2 separate regions of the Mus musculus genome follow, and region 1 is linked to region 2. Evidence: chromatin contacts called from public HiChIP or PLAC-seq data. All regions are on one chromosome and are shown on one strand. The core of a region is the stretch at or near the end of the contact, and the rest is flanking DNA. Distances in the headings are between cores, read along the strand shown.

Evidence for each region. HiChIP or PLAC-seq counts read pairs in DNA pulled down with a chosen protein or histone mark.
Region 1: a FOXA1 HiChIP or PLAC-seq map of pancreatic cancer cells shows a contact between it and region 2. The contact joins two enhancer-like sites. A contact is called at or near these places in 1 of 39 promoter capture datasets (neutrophils) and 1 of 115 datasets of contacts at active chromatin or transcription factors (pancreatic cancer cells).

The regions. Positions count from the first base shown.
Region 1 is chr10:4,620,340-4,623,039 of GRCm38.p6, reverse strand. It overlaps a transcript of Esr1 not described here. Among named protein-coding and RNA genes, the nearest start is that of Esr1, 88 kb to the left of the region's middle. Within about 2 kb of position 1,404, at least 113 of the 459 cell types and tissues checked have an H3K27ac peak or open chromatin away from gene starts, as enhancers often do. A contact at or near this core is called in pancreatic cancer cells, where this site is marked.
Region 2 is chr10:4,106,454-4,109,307 of GRCm38.p6, reverse strand. It overlaps Mthfd1l (methylenetetrahydrofolate dehydrogenase (NADP+ dependent) 1-like), which reads right to left. Exons shown (of 28, transcript NM_172308.4): 26 at 2,779-2,854. Among named protein-coding and RNA genes, the nearest start is that of Gm25515, 3.6 kb to the right of the region's middle. Within about 2 kb of position 1,312, at least 136 of the 459 cell types and tissues checked have an H3K27ac peak or open chromatin away from gene starts, as enhancers often do. A contact at or near this core is called in pancreatic cancer cells, where this site is marked.

The sequences.
Region 1 (2,700 bases), core at 155-2,654, 510 kb before region 2:
ATTTGAAACCGTGATCCACACTGAAGTTTCCCTTCTTCAAAATAATTTTCTTTCAGGGTATTTGTCACTGTGATAAAAGCCTGGTTCTGGTGTTAACTATTTGACAACTCACATCTAGCAAAGAGAAAAACAGGACTTTAAAGAACTGCCTTGTACCTACAGGAAGCTGGCTTTAAAAGAGTGGGGAGGAAGCAGACCCACAGGTGGGCTCCATGCTAATCTATTGACATACACTTCAAATGTTATTTTTCAGCCCTTTAGAGTTTCTACTTAAGAATAGAATTTAGCATTAACAGATAAATGCACGCAAGAGTGGGAGAGAGAAGATCTGGGTTATTTTTTAGCCCCAACAAACACGAAGAGGGATGATTCTGGTGACAGAAGAGAAATGGCAGTTATTCGGGGAGATGCGTTCAATGGTATCCCAAGTCCTGGTGGGTTTTGGTCAGTTGGTTGGTTGGTGGTTGGTTGGTTGGTTGGTTGTTGGTTGGTTGTTGGTTGGTTGGTTGGTTGGTTGGTGGTTGGTTGGTTGGTTGGTTGGTTGGTGGTTGGTTGGTTGGTTGATTTTCAGACTTGTATCAAAATCCTAGCAACAACCCCACTTTCTGGAATTAATCAATTTTGAATCCAGGACTTCAAAAGTAGAAAAAAAAGTTAGAAGAAAAATAGAAGTCGTTGCAGAGACTGTCACGTGCATAGAAACACACAACTACAGGGCAGGGAAGATGGCTTTGCGGCTAAAGGCCTTGTCACACAGGACATGAGTTCTCATCTCCAACACCCACAAAGGATGTGTGCAGAGTCTGCAATCTCAGCACTAAGAAGCAGAGGTGGCCTGGCCCCTGGAGCCCATTGGTCAGTCATTCTAACCATTACAGTGAGATGCATATTCAGTGAGAGACTTCCTCTCAAAAACTAAGATGACCTCCTCATGCATAGGTATGGTACTGACACACATATCCATACAGACATGTTCATAGACTACACACACACACACACACACACAGGAGGGAGGGAGGGAGGGAGGGAGGGAGGGAGGGAGGGAGGGAGGGAGGGAGGGAGGAGAGAAGGGAGAAAGGAGGAAGAGAGGGGAAAGGGAGAGAGGAAGAGAGGAGAGGGAGGGGGAGAGGGACAGAGATGAGAAAGAGGGGAGAAGAAGAGAGGAAAAGGGAGAGAGAGAGAAAGGGGGAGGGACATGGGGAGGAGAGGGGGGGAAGGAAACTGTACTGGAAACAGTATGGCTGGCAACCTACTTTGCACATTGCAATCCCCATCAAGATGAAGGACACGTTGTTTGCCAAGCCCTCCCCTTTGCCTTTTCTTCATCATGCTGTTCTTGCTATCCAAAAGAGGAATCAAACCAGCTGCCAACATGGAGTTGGCAAATAGCTGCAGGCGCTGTCTTCCTGGAAACGCCAACCGGCAGCCATCCCCACAAGGCCACAGAGGTTTCGGGAGGGCAGATTCACCACTGCTCAGACTCCTCATAGTGGGATTAGAACCCTAACTGTCTAAACTAATAAGCCAGAGGAGCTGGGGGTGTGGGGGAGTGGGTATGTGCTCCTAAACAGCCCGGGGTCGGCCACGTCCTTCCAGGCAGGGGCTAAGAAGGTCCCTTGTGCCTGAGGACGGTTGATCAGATAGACCTGAAGACTTGCCGGACAAGTCCCACAGCACTTCTGAGGATAGTGACTAAGCTCCAGCTTAGCAAAATTATCTAATATTTTGATTAGTCACTGAGTAAAAACTTTGCTAGAACCCTTCATTTCCTACACAGTTGGACAGACACGGTGTCAACGGAAGATTTCCTGAAAGTGCTTCCCCGGAACTGCCCAGTTCTGCAAGTAGGAAGTCAGCAAGTTGACCGAAGCCCGCTGGCCTGGCTCTCAGTGGGATCAGGCTTAGTTCACTGGCAGCGCAGATTGGCAGGCAGGCCTGGGTCCACGCCCCGCCCCTCCCTTGCAGTTCAGGCAGGTTCTATAAAAATAAACTTACATACTATTCTGTTGACTCAGATTTCCTGCGCTTTCGAACGCTTTGAAGGTTAACATGATATTTACAAGCCAGAGGACGTTCGATATTTTATATCACATGGCCTGCTACTGGAGAAAACTGCTAACGAACGCAGCTGGCAGGGCAGACAATGTGGACATTTGTAGTAACAGAGACCTGGCTTTCCAAAAGGGCTGTGAGCTGGTTCAAAATGCTCAATGGAGGAAGTGAGAAATGGATTTGGAAGTCAGTAAGACCTTTTCAGTTCTAACTTTTAAGTAAAACATGTTACGACTGGTGTCCACAATACATGTGAAATGACTTTTCGCCTGCTTACATGGGCATACATTCTTTTACAAAGCTTCCACTGTCCCTTTGAATAATTACGTTCAGAGGAGAAGGCTCTTAATTACTGAAAGGCCATTATTAAGTAGCAACTGGAAATACATACGTCTGCTCCCCATTTTAGGGTTAAACATGAATTCACATGTTGCTCCTTATCAACGCCATTCAATTAGCAGTAGAAGAAAAGGGTCATAACGTCGAAGAAGGGAATGTTTTTTTTGCTTACTAACAGCTATTGCAAAGCTGTGAGAGAGAAAAATACAATTTAAAAGCTTTAAAAAAAAAAAAACACTGAGGGTAGGGATCTCTATTTAGGGCAGGCAGTCTGTATTGTAAGCAAGGCGGTGAGTCTCCCTGATAGCA
Region 2 (2,854 bases), core at 63-2,562:
TTATAAGAAAGTATTTGCTCCTTCTGCCCCTGCTCAAAAAAAAAAAAATGCATTTGGCAAATGATTTCTTAGGAAAAGAGGCACTGAGGTGTGCACTATACCAGTTGACAATCTTTTATTATTTCGTAATTTTCAATAATATGTTGGGGAGAATATGTATATGTAATGTCATCCTAAAGAAGCAGGGGCACCCAGGAATACGTTCCTTAAATTCTTTTACAATAATTAATTTTGTGTATGGGTGTGTGCATGCATGTGTGGCATTCTGTGGACAATTTTTAGGAGCAGGGTCTTTCTTCCTACCATATGGGTCCTTGGGATTAAACTTGGGATGTTGTTAGACTTGGTAGCAAGCATCTCTATCCACTGAGCCATCTTGCCAGCCCAGGAATGCATTTTTACATAGGGACAAAGAAAGTGACTGTAGAAAAAATACTTGGCTACCCTCACACATCCAGAAAGTCTTCGGGATGGTGAGCCGAGGGGTTTCTATAAAAAAATCAATCGTGGGGAGGTGAAATGGGCCAGAGAAGCCTCCACACTAGCCATTAGAAAGTGTTAATCAGCACCAATTAAAGCAATTACCAAACAGAATGCGATGTGACAGCTCAGCCCCAAAAACACAGGCGACAGCTAGGCAAGGAAGGAAGTTCAGGTAGGTGTCCAGCCGCTAATACCCAGAAGGACAAAGAGGTGACGCCTTTCCAGCATTCCCCATGTGATTTCCCAACACCAGTCAAGCTGACCCCAGTTACCACTCGCGGGTGGACTGGCTTATGCTGGAATTCTTTGTTTTCAAGACTTAAGCAGCAGCAGAGGTACAGAAGGGCTATCTGCCTGCCTTCAGGACACACCAAGAGGGGACCTGCCCCTGTGTTCTAAAGCTCACAGTGTTCTGTCCATGTTGGACATTTATTTACCAGAGTCTCTGTACCAGAAACCCACACGGGAGGTAAGGGACCGCGTTCTTCCCCATGCATGCTGGAGGTACCATTAATGACTTGCTGAATAAGAGAATGAATGAATGAATGAATGAATTCTATTGAAGAATGGAGAACAGTTCTGATTGTGGACGTCAGGGAGTGGGGATTGGAGGTTAGCCTTGTATCTCAGTATCTCCGATGCCTGATAGCAATTGAATGTGGAATGACTAAGCATAACATTGCTTCATCCAGCTAGAATTTTCCCACCTGCAGGGGTCAGTTCCCTGAGTGTCATCCCGCCCCCCACCCCCCATTCCTTCTCCTTAGTCATCCCACCAGGAAGTTACCACAATGTCTCTCAGAGGAGTGATGAATGCTTGATGCATTCCAGCAAGTCTGTGGGAGGGCCCAGAGTGCGGACAAAGAAAGTAAATTCCACCCTTATTAGGAGATCCTGGCCTCCTGGGGGAATTTGCCCAGCTTGCATATGGCTTCCTGTACTGTCACAGAGTGCCTCCAAGTGACAGTGTCCTGCCTTCCTGGACCCCCTTTACTTAGGCCTCACTTCCTTCCTGATTCCTCAGGCCTGATTTCGGGCAGGCAGGGACACTCCCTCTGTCCCTGAGAGCAGCCACCAGGGGAACTTCTGCGTTGAGATAACGTCACTGATGGCTCACTCCAGGAAACCTGTGAGTAGCTGCTGCTGCTCCAGGACTGTTCCATGCATTCATTTATTACAGGTCATAAGTCAGAGAGCCAGGCCCAGGAACAGGCTGGGGGAAAGAGTCCACGCTGATTTTACAGGACAGCTTTGGTCTTAGCCTGGCCATGGAGGTGGGGGTGGGGTGGGGTGGGAGATTCACCACAGGACCATCTTCCTGGCTTCATCTATGTTTCTAAGAGACTTATTTCCTATGTCCCGACAACCTTTCAAATGAGCTAACACTAGACTCAATTCTGTCTACCAATCAGCTTCTTCCCTATGTTCAGGGTCACAAGGTCTCTCTCTCTCTCTCTCTCTCTCTCTCTCTCTCACCCCCCCTCTGTCTCTCTCTGTCTCTCTCTCACTCACACACACACACACACACACACACACACACACACATAAGACAAGGTCTCACTATATAGAGCACGGACTCAGTATGTAGATTAGACTGACTAGTCTCGGACACACAGGGGTCTGTCTGCCTCTGTCTCCTCAATACTGTGATTAAAGGTATACACCACTGGCTTTTTCTAATACTTTACTTAATAATAGTGTGACTCCTGAAAGCCACTACACTAAAATGTTTCCTTTTATGTTTAAATGTGAAATGTCCCCACTTGACAATTTTATATTATTTCATACTTTTCAATAACATGTTGGGAATAAGATGTATGTGTAATGTCATCCCAAAGGGACACACAAGATGTGTTGAAGAAGGAAACAGAGGGTGGGCCACTGATTCCCCCTCACCCCTGGGGTAGCTGTTAGGGTCCTGGCTACTGTGAGCAGCCAGCCCCAACTTGCCCATAGAAATACAATATCGTAACTCTGAGTTGCAGCAGAAGTCGGTCACTGGGCCACACTGCTGCTGAGTCAGCAGACAGATCTTGAGACCACTCACTCTCTTCTCTCTCCCAGAAGGAAATTCACTTTATGCCTCTGTGGCTCCTGAACACATGATCTGAAAATAGAAGGGCCTGGCCCGAGATGGCAGAGGTGTATTTTCACCCTGTTATTGGTGGAAGAGTGCTTAGAAAACCAGCAAAAATTGTCAATTCCATCCTGCTGTGTGATTCGTAGAGTTGGCAGAGCATGATTAAGACGTGACAGCAACACAAACTAGGAATAGCTTTGAGGTCTGGTACTCACCGTTCCCACCAAAGGATAAATGAACCCAGCCCCGATGCTGGCCCGGACATCACTGATGGGCAGAGTGAAATCCCTC